Linked DNA regions of Neogale vison: region 2 is linked to region 1. The links are chromatin contacts, called in public Hi-C maps. All regions are on one chromosome and are shown on one strand. Each heading gives the region's core, a stretch centred on a gene start, on an enhancer-like site or on the middle of the called end of the contact. The rest is flanking DNA. Distances are from core to core; before and after follow the strand shown.

Region 1 (5,531 bases), core at 1,482-3,981:
CCAGAAAAAAATTAAACTAATGATTGAGAAACACAACAGTAGATCTAACTACCCAAAGGAAAAAGCAAATCTATTTTTCACCATAAGACAAATATTTGAGAAAGATAACATGTAAATTTTATAATGTAATTTTAAAACTTGGTTTTAAAAATGTATTCTGCAATATGTAAGCTTTGTTGGATCCTGACTTGAGAGAATTACATGGAGCATTTTTTAGATAAACGAACTGGGTATTAGATGAATCTGTAGCATTATTACTTATTTTATTAAGTCAATAATGGTATTGTGAGCGTTTAAGCCCTTACCTTTTAGAGACACATAATAATGCTTTTTCAAGGGAGATTATATTTAGGGTGGTATTTAAATATTCCAGAAAAAAAATAAACGTGATACAGAGGAGACATGAAACGGAACAGTAGATTGTGATGGGTACCTAAACATTCATGAAACTATCGTTTATTTTAGTGTATGTCTGCAATTTTCCATAACAAAAAGTTCCCCCAAAAAAGTATAGTGCATAAAATCTACTACATCAAAAAACTGAAAACTACCTAAATGTCCCCAAACAGAAGACTGCTTAAATAAGATATGCTTTATATACACAGTGATGGGGGCAAAAAGTGGCATGAAGCACCCTCTGTCAAAACTCCCCTCATTTCTATTAGCCAAGGCCCAAGCCACCTCCAACAAGCCTAAGTGTAAGTCAAAACTCCAAGCTAATTATGCATAACAAGTACAAGACAATTACTATCCCTCTTCCAAGAAGTTTCCCACCATAAGCACCTCATATTAATTCTTAGCCTTTCTACAAACAGAAGAACATGAAATGGTGTAAGTAACTGCTCCCAAAATATTAACTGGGGGATTAAAAAAAAAAACAACAGATGACAAAGTACTACATATTGTATTTTACTATTAAAAATTCATCGGAAAAGATACAATAAAATGTTAAGTCTCGTTATCCCTAATTTGTTTACATTTTCTTCAATAAACATATTGCTTATACATTACTTTAAAATAAAAATAATAGGGGCAGCTGGGTAGCTCAGTCCTTAAATGTCTGCCTTCAGCTCAGGTTATGATCCTAGAGTCCTAGAATCGAGACCCACATCGGGCTCCCTGAGGGGAGCCCACTTCTCCCTCACCCACTCCCTCTGCTTATGTTCCCTCTCTCGGTGTATGTCTGTTAAATAAATAAATAAATAAAATCTTCAAAAAACTAAACTAATAAATGCTTTTTAAAAGAATTTAATACTGCAGAAAAGAGAAGCCAAAACATCAATCTACACTATTTACATTACCAATTCACACTAATTAAACCAAGGTTTAATTGAGAGTTTTTTCATTAAAACATCATTACTTGGGGCAAACCCTAAAGAATGCCCTAACGCCAGATTTGTAAATACAAATAGTATTAAAAGACTAACTTCTCATCATTATTAATCTGAGATTCAAATCTCATTCAACCTGGATAATCTGAATATTTGCAAATCAGATTTAGAAGTAAACGTCCAAATTGCAAATGTCTGGGTTGCAAATACCACTTGCTGGTATACAAACCTATCAGAGAAACACTTCCTTTCTTAAATATTTTCTTTCAGTTCATAGTTTCACTTCCCAAGCAGTGACTGAAAGGCTTAAAACATCACATTTGTGCATAAACATCTGAAAAACAGGCGACTGCAAAACTGGAATGCTAATAAATTCACCACGTTCTTTAATATAGGCTGAAATCCCATTTTTGCTAATAACTAGAAAATAAAGAAGCATGTAAGCAAATGTGGAGAAACCCCAGTCTCACATAAATGCCACCAAGTGTGATGTTGCAAATCCCTCGATGAATTCAACTGTAAAAAAGAACAACAATCCCACCACCAGGCATTTAAAAAAAAAAGGTGCTTTGATTAGGGACTTCAGGGCCCATTAATTTGAGAAGCAGCAACATTAGCCTCCCAGTCTATGCCATCATAGAAGTCCTTTGGGTTTTGAGAATTCCCACTTGTTTAGCATCTTTCTACACAACATCAAACTGCCAAAAGACTGAAATGAATGCAAAAAGTGGCCAGATTCTAGGGAGACCAAATGAGATGCAAAGGAAAGAATTCAGCACAAAACAAAATAAGGGGTCCACCTATCGCGAGGGCCCAGGAGGGGTCGACCCCTAAAAGGCAAAAATGAAGTTGAAGATAACGGATCCCAATGCTCCCGGCCTGGGGCAAGCACCTGCCACCCTCATTTCTGAGATACACAGAATGGGGTGATGGGGAAAATAGGGGAAAGCGTCGGGTTGCTTCCCAAGGTCTCCCGACACAGATTGCTATTGACGCCCACCCTTTCACCCTCCGACAGCGACGTCGTCAGTTCTTGACACTTGGCTCTCCTAGAGGGAATTCCCTTCCGGCTTCCACGCCAACCGCTTTCCCGCTGCCCATAGGATGCTCACTTAAGGAATCCGACATGCTCTTCTCCGTCTACTAGCACTCGGGCGGCCGAGATCCAGTCCTGGGGCTTCACTCCTGGAACAACCGCACGTCCCTCAATCTTGAAGCGATCTCCTGTGCCGACCCCAGTCCCGCCTGATCCATCAGCAGTAGCCCCAGGAAGCTCCGAGCTCTGGGCATCCCCTGAGAGCAACAGAAGAAGGACGGAAAAGAAGCCCCAAACAGCGGCCGCCATGACAGCAGCTCTCAGCGGCCAGGCCGGCAGCCCCGGAAGCCCTCCCAGCCTCCCAGGTGTCGTCGGCGCCGCCGCCGGCCGATGTCGTCATCACAGTGCGCGGGGTCCTGGCGCGAGCGGAGGGCTCAAACCCGAAGGAAGGAGTCTTGAGCCAATCGCCTTGCGAGGCGGAAATGAGGCAAAGCACCGCGGCGAACTCCCGGCGCTCGGGATTGGAAGGCGGTCCGAGGAAAGTGTCAGCTGCCTCTGAGGGGGGCCGCCCACAAAGCGAAAGTGGGGAGGTGTGTGTTGCTGTGGCAGCCGGCCCCGCCCCAGAGTAAAAGACTGTGAGACTGAGAGCCGCGACGCTCTGAAGTTGTGTCTGCCAATGAGGCTCCGGCTTTCGGGGAAACGGGTTCAAAAGAGAGCCTTCAAAAAAGTTCTAGAGATTCCCCAAGGCGTGTGAGATGAAAATGTTCCCATTTGAGAGTTTAAAGGAGATCGTGTATCGGCATAGAAAATAGCTGGAAAAGATACTTAACGATTTACTAACGGTTGCCTCTGGCGAAAAAGGAAAGAGTTGAGGGACATTTAGTCTGGTACTACACCCTTCGTTCGATTTTGAACGCTTTACCGTAAACACAACGTTAGGGATGGGGCGACCTGCCAGTATTGATCCCGGGGATTAAGTAAAGATTTCAGAGATCATCTTCAATCTTTTCATTTTCTTCATGATAGAAAGGGGTAACGTTCCCAGGGTTTCTGTTAGCTATCAATGTTGTCCTTTCGAATACGAATCTCTGGGTACAAATCTATATTGAAGATTATCGAGGGAAACGCTTTTTTTTTTTTTTTTTTTTGGCCTTGTGAACTCCTAGACTTAGCCTCCCAAAGAAAAATAACAAAAATTGAGGAAAAGGATACGAGAACCAAGTCCTCTGAGCCGCTGGCAGGGGGTAGAGATGCAGCCCCTGGGGCCACACCATACTCTATCTTCTCCTGAGCATCAGCGACTGTGGGTTAGGGGTACTTCCCCTCTGAAGGTAGCCATTGCTTCACAGTTGGTCTTTGGAAGATGCAAAGCTACGGTAAAAAGATTATCAGGTGCTACAACCCTACACTAAACTACACTACACTAGTGTAGTACAACTACACTAAACTATGAAAGAAAATTTCACTTTTCTAAAATGTTACAAAATTTACCAATATGCTGAAATAAAAAAAAGCTTCATCCCTAAATTTTCTGATATTCTTTTACATATTCTTGGTGACCCTGCTTTGTTGGTGTCTTAGACACATGTTCAATTTAATTAGTAGGTAATCAGTGTTGATCTTAATACTGTATGTGGGAGATGGGGTGTTTGCTTTTTATAGAGGGCAGAGTGGAAGAAGACCAGCAGCAAACAGCAACTGAGCTCTGCATCCCCATTTCTGCCTTTCTCTTTGTTCCCCTACCTTACTGTCACTCTAATACAAAAAAAAAAAAAAAAAACAACTTATGATCTGAACCCCTCAAATGCCCGCTTATACCTCCGCAGGCATAGATGGAGTAGAGAAGTCCCAGTAATGTTTTCTAGCAGTGTGAAATACTATTATCTCTGGTGTTTTCTAGGAACTACATAGGTATTCAACTTTAAATTATGCAAGAATTATTCCATAATGTATCTCTTGGACTCATGCCTTATAAAAGAAACTATAATTATAATGAAATATTTTAGAAGGACTGTATACTAGACTTGGTCTGTTTGCCCAGCCAGATTCATTCTCTACCCTTCACTCTGCTTTGTGTCTTAGAAGACTGGATCTTGAAGGATTGCAAAAACTTGGTTCCTTTGACCTCTGGGTGGTTGTAATTGGGTTCAGCCATTAGGAGGTATATGCAGGACACCTCATTCAGTTTTTCTCACTTCTGCCCATAATTGCAAGGAAGTTTAATGAAGGGATAATTTACAATAACCCCCTCAAGGCTTCCAACTATTTCCTGCCAAGATTTTGACCCGTATAGATTTCAAGCAGACCTACTTACCTTAATTGTGGGAAATACTGTTAAAATGAGAGATGATCAGTTTATTATCCAAGCCCTTTAATTTTTCTCTTTCTTGAGGCCTGGCTTCATATCATGGCCACAAGGGGGTGAACAAGGATAGGGACAGAGACAACATTCAAAAACCACACAAGGCATTTTTATAAATGTTGGATTGTACCAACAGAGGTTGAGTCTGGATTTTACAGGTAGTATTTATTTAATGTTTTAAAAAGGTGTTAACGTTTCTGATTTTTTGCAATTTTTTATAATATAAATGTTTTATCAATATAAATTGCAAAAATATAAAGCTATTTAAAAAATAAAAACAGAGGCTAACATTACTAAAAATAAATAATAGAATTTACCCTGACATCTTATAATTTGAATAAGCCAAAAAACGGTTGTCATCCTTATCTGGATTTTTCCATGATCACTTAAAGTGGCACCTTTGATGATGATTTTGGTCTTTTCCTCCCTGTCAGTAATTTGCTTGTCAGCATCTTTCAGGGTTAAGGAGCTTTTCAAACAATTCTTTGTACATTGGCTGTTACAGAAGGGGTAGCAGATTTTAAGGTGTGACTACAAAATAATGAGGATTATACCCTTCTCTACTTCTCTTACATTTAAATCAGTGGGTTTGTGTTTAAAAAATAGAATGATATTAGCAGAATATTAGCAGAATAATATTAGCTTTGGAAACTTCAGCTGAGCCAATACCCAAACACCCTGGTATTTGCTTTAAATGATTTTTGCACTCTGAGTTCTCAAACCTCATTTACTTCAAGTAGATTAGCTAATCTTTTTCACTCAAATAATCTGGAGCCAATTTCCTTAATATTTAAAAATGCCC
Region 2 (5,052 bases), core at 132-2,631, 180 kb after region 1:
CTCATAGGCTCACTACGGCTTGTTTCAGGCACACTTTCCCGTGAGCTAAATCTTACTCGGGAACTGGATCGGGAGCTGAGGTCCGGGCTGGTATCTGACAAACCTGGAATGTCATCGATCTTCGTTGGTGTCACCATGAACCGAACTGAAGCCATCTTGGTGGTGGTTTCTGGAGGATGCATTATTCTCTTCTCCTTTATAAGAACAAAGAAAAAAGGAAAACCCTGCAAAATTCTTCCTCCTACACTAGCTACTTTATTGATCGCAAAGATAAAAAAGACAACTTAAAAAAACCAAAAAACAAACCCTCAATAACCTTGATTTACCCATCAAAAAAAGTCCCAAATAAGAATCCTTCTAACTCAGAATTCGGACAGACTATCCTAGAAAGTGCACTAGCAGTAAATATTTAAGGAAAAAAAAAAAAAAGACGAAAGGATGCCAGTCCCGTGGAACTTCGTTCCTTCGAAAAGAAGAGTTATCTAGATGTCTCTCCTGGCCCAGGACTGCGGGCTCAGTGCCATGGTCTCAGAGAAGGTGAAGGCTTTCTCCCCTCGACCCCCAGGTTTCCGCCGAGGTAGTTAAGTCTTTTATCTGGTAAATGTCCCACGGTTCTAGATGAGCAAAGAGCGCGCAGGCCCACCCTTATCAGGCGAATATAGCACAGATCAGATTGCGAAACGGTGTACACCCGGCCACCTGTTGTGTATCAGGTGAATACCCCACAGGTCTGGTTGGGAAGTGTGTGTAGAGCCACCCGATGTTTTGGAGGCCAATAATCCGCTTGGGTCTGGTGGGAGGGATGCGCATGCATAACGGGAAAATACCCCACACTACCGGATAGAGGAGAATGAAAAGGGCGAGGAGAGGGTGCAGGGGCAGAGCGGATTCCCGTCTCCAAGAGATCTGCGGGGGTGGCCCACCCGCTCTTCTGGCTGAACGGTCTCTGGGATCTGGGAGGAGGCGGATAGCGAGCGGATAAAGACCCCTCGGACTGCAGTTCAGGGTCGTGGCAGGTCGTTGCTAGTCCATCGAGCCCACGGTCGGCTCGCCGGGTTTCTCCTGCGTGTGACAGGACGGGCCACCCCTTTGCCGGAGGACGCTTTCTCCCCCACCAGGGCCGCGGCGCAGGTCAGCCCCTCGCCGTTCTTCCTTCGGGTCCTAGCAAGAGAGGAGATGGCCTCGCAGGCTGGCCGGGGCTGAGCAGGAAGGGGCGGCGGGGATGAAGGGAGGAGGAGGTCGCAGGTGCGGGATCCCGGCGCCAGCTGATGCGGGTGCGCGCGCAGCTGTTGTTTACGAGCCGGTAACTGTTTCGCAGCCGCGGCGCGCGCAGGAGGGCTCCGGCTGCCGGGGAGGGCGCCCCCTCCCCGGGCCGACGCCGGAGCAGCCGTTACGTGACCTCGCCGCCCCCGGCCCCGGGCCCGGCGGGCTGTGCCAGCCCCGCCGCAGCCCCTCCCTTCCCTCCCAGCTCGTTCCTCATTCGAGGTTAACGGTCCGAAGAAAAGCCCGGGGGAGCGGTCGGAGGGCGGTACCGTCCCGGGAGCGCCGAGGAGCCCCGCCCAGGCTCTGCAGTCTGCAAGGGGACGTAAAGGGCTGCGCGCATGCGCTGCCCGTCGCGGCGGGACGAGAGGAGCAAAATGTGCGAGGCCCGGAGGAAGATGGGTATTGTAGTTAAGTGTTGGGGTCTGAGCTGCGTGCGCTCGAGAAAACAAACCATTTTCTTTCTGGGTCACGCTGTGTTGCACAAACTCACTCTGGAGGCATTCGGGGAGCACACATGCCCCTTGCCCTCCGAGTCCCCAAAAGCGTCTCGGAAAATTCCGTTCATAATTTTTTTTTAAAAGATTTTATTTATTTATTTGACAGACAGGATCACCAGTAGGCAGAGAGGCAGGCAGAGAGAGAGGAGGAAGCAGGCTCCCCGCTGAGCAGAGAGCCCAATGCGGGGCTCGATCCCAGGACCCTGTGACCACGACCGGAGCCAAAGGCAGAGGCTTCAACCCACTGAGCCACCCAGGCGCCCCCCGTTCATAATTTCTTTAAAAATCACAAACCTCCCATACCATATGCGTAGGTATGACACCAAGTGAAATTTTTTTTTTAAAGATTTATCCATTTGACAGAGATATCACAAGTAGGCAGAGAGGCAGGCGGGGGGAGAGAGAGAGAGACACGCAGGCTCCCCGCTGAGCAGAGAGCCTGATGCGGGGCTCCATCCCAGGACCCCGAGATCATGACCTAGCTGAAGGCAGAGGCTTACCCCACCGAGCCACCCAGGGGCCCCTCCCAACTGAAATTTTCAAGGTGTATTCTCAATTATATACATTTTGTGCTAAATTTCTTTTCCCTGTCCTTAAAATGTCTTTTGCTATGTATGCATATATCAGCTCATCATGTTATACACCTTAAATATATACAATTTGGTCAATTATATCTCAATGAGGCTGGAGAAAAATGGTATTTTCACCTTCTAGTTAGACTGAAGATTCAATTAAAGAAAATGTCCTTTATTTTAGACCTGGAGAAATCAGTGAAATACTTTTTTTACTCCGCTGCCACTAGAATATTTTTCTTAGCATGTTTATTTCAAGTGTTCAATAAATTCGACTCATCAATGTTTTGTTTGAAAGTTATTTCCTGGGGCGCCTGGGTGGCTCAGTGGGATAAGCCACTGCCTTCGGCTCAGGTCATGATCTCAGGGTCCTGGGATCGAGTCCCGCATCGGGCTCTCTGCTCAGCAGGGAGCCTGCTTCCCTCTCTCTCTCTGCCTGCCTCTCCATCTACTTGTGATTTCTCTCTGTCAAATAAATAAATAAAATCTTTAAAAAAAAAAAAAAGAAAGTTATTTCCTATAGCTTTGATCGAGACATTAAATTTAACAATCTGTGCCCTAGCTTTGCCTGGGTCCTTACCCCTCACAAGTGGAAATGTTTAAACGTCATCCTTAGCAATAGGTCAGAACTGTATTGAAAACCTGAGTCAGGAAATTCTCTTTTATCAAATGACACATAAAATCCAAAACGTGGTTAAAAAGATCCAGTAATAAAAACTTTTTAGGGTACCTGGGTGGCTCAGTAGGTTAAAGCCTCTGCCTTCGGCTCAGGTCAAGATCCCAGGGTCCTGGGATAGAGTCCCACATCAGGCTCTCTGCTCACCAGGGAGCCTGCTTCCCCCTCTCTGCCTACTTGTGATCTCTCTGTCTCTGCCAAATGAATAAATAAAACCTTAAAAAAGAAAAAGAAAAAGAAAGAAAGATGCAGGTAACAAAATGAGAAATTTCCAATTGAAATGGGAAACCTCGTGGTGCACCTGGATGGCTCATTTGGTTAAGCCCCTCTCTTCGGCTCAGGTCATGATCCCAGGATCCTGGGACAGAGCCATTTCAGGCACTCTGCTAAGCAGAGAGTCTGCTTCTCCCTCTCCTCCCAACTTATGGTCTCTCTCACTATCTCTGTCTGTCTCAAATAAATAAAATCTTTAAAAAAAAATAAGCTAAAATGTAAAGCCCCTTAAGTTTCTTTCTCTTTAAAGCCTCTGATTAACAATTCCAGCTTAGAGCTTTCCTGAGGCAGCAAGAAATTCACTTCCTGAGCTACTAATGTTTTTCTCAGGCAGGACTGTTGGTCATTCCAATCTCAGACTTCCCCTTTTTTTTTAATGAGATGTGTCTGTAATTTATTTTTCAGATTTCCTCCGTGGGATTAAGAAGTCTTTTCCACATTGCATTGTACTGCTCCCTGCTCTTGGTCTTCTTTTCCACGTACTCATTCTTCAAGCATTTTCTCATCTACTGACTAAGGCCACTGTAATGACTAAAAACTTTCAGAATGCCAGGACAAGTGGGTGGCTCAGTCAGTTAAAGGTTTGCCTTTAGCTCAGGTCATGATCCTAGGGTCCTAGGATTGAGCCCTTTACTCAGCAAGGGAGCCTTCTTCTCCCTTTCCTTCTACCTGCCCCTCCCTCTGCTTGTGCTCTCTCTCACTCAAATAACTAACTAAATAAAATCTTTAAAAAATTTTTTCAGAATGCTGTGGTGTTCGTGACATTCCTTAAGCAAGTTTATCAAGGCATTACATTCTTCAATGTGCAAGTGTGAAGATAAATCAGGATGCATGTTTAGGAGGTGATGGAGCATCTGACTCATGGGCATACAGGACCCAGGCCAGTTCCAGGTGGCATAGGCTCCTGTGCTTTCCATATCTGACTCTGCTGGGCTTGGCCAGGCCCCGTTGCTCTCACAGACTTTCTCATATTTATAAAGAAATGGTGGATTTCTGCAAAATCCAATTTGTTTCATACCACAGTGTATTTTCATTCATTTACATATACTACCTAATACCAATATACTATACCTCTTAAACCTCTTCTCCTGTTTCTGAGCATAGCTTAGAAGATACTAATATCCTGAGAATCTTTTAAGGGAAAAGTCCACCTTTTCTCCTCTGTTTCAATTAGGACTATTTCCAGATCAAAGTCTGGAAACTCAGTTTACACAGCATGTAGCATGAAACAATAATCCTTTTTTGAGGGAGTGAGTGCAGGTAGTGGGTTACTTATAAAGACAAAGTTACAGTCATTATTACAAAACATTACTAAAAGAGTTCATTTACAGATTTTAGTGTTTAAGAAGTTTCCATAGCAGATCCTTTTTCTAGTTATTGCAAAATTAACATTTCTTCCATCATTATCCCCTTAATAAGTAACACTTTAAAATCCCTGTTAAGTGAACAGGCTAAGAAATTAAAAATTGCTTGACAGGAAACAAATTTTCTCATTTTACCATTGCCGTAAGTTAAGTGATTCAAAAATCATCTGTCTTCTATTACCACCCAAGTTAAGAGTTGTTTTTTTTTTTTCCCAGCAGTCAGCAACTATCCTCAATATTTCTGCTGAGATACTCAGACATCAGAGTCCAACAGAAACATATCTATCCCCTTCCAGGACCTGTGCTGATAAATCAAATTTATGCTGATTTAAGTTACATCTGTTTCTAGAGTCTAGACTCTTGACAGAGGAGAAAAAGATTGTGTAATTAGAACACAATCTCCGTAC

What was found. Hi-C and Micro-C count contacts between places; a contact is called where the count stands out from the background.
Region 2: a Hi-C map of muscle shows a contact between it and region 1, with 6 times the contacts expected there. The contact joins the promoter of SLC12A6 here to the promoter of EMC7 in region 1. A contact is called at or near these places in 2 of 3 Hi-C or Micro-C datasets (fibroblasts and muscle).

The regions. Positions count from the first base shown.
Region 1 is chr13:93,661,466-93,666,996 of ASM_NN_V1, forward strand. EMC7 (ER membrane protein complex subunit 7) reads right to left here and starts at 2,732. Exons shown (of 5, transcript XM_044230590.1): 1 at 2,444-2,732. The coding sequence starts at 2,676.
Region 2 is chr13:93,844,951-93,850,002 of ASM_NN_V1, forward strand. It overlaps SLC12A6 (solute carrier family 12 member 6), which reads right to left and starts at 1,382. Exons shown (of 24, transcript XM_044230184.1): 1 at 1-1,382. The coding sequence starts at 182. It also overlaps the pseudogene LOC122894135.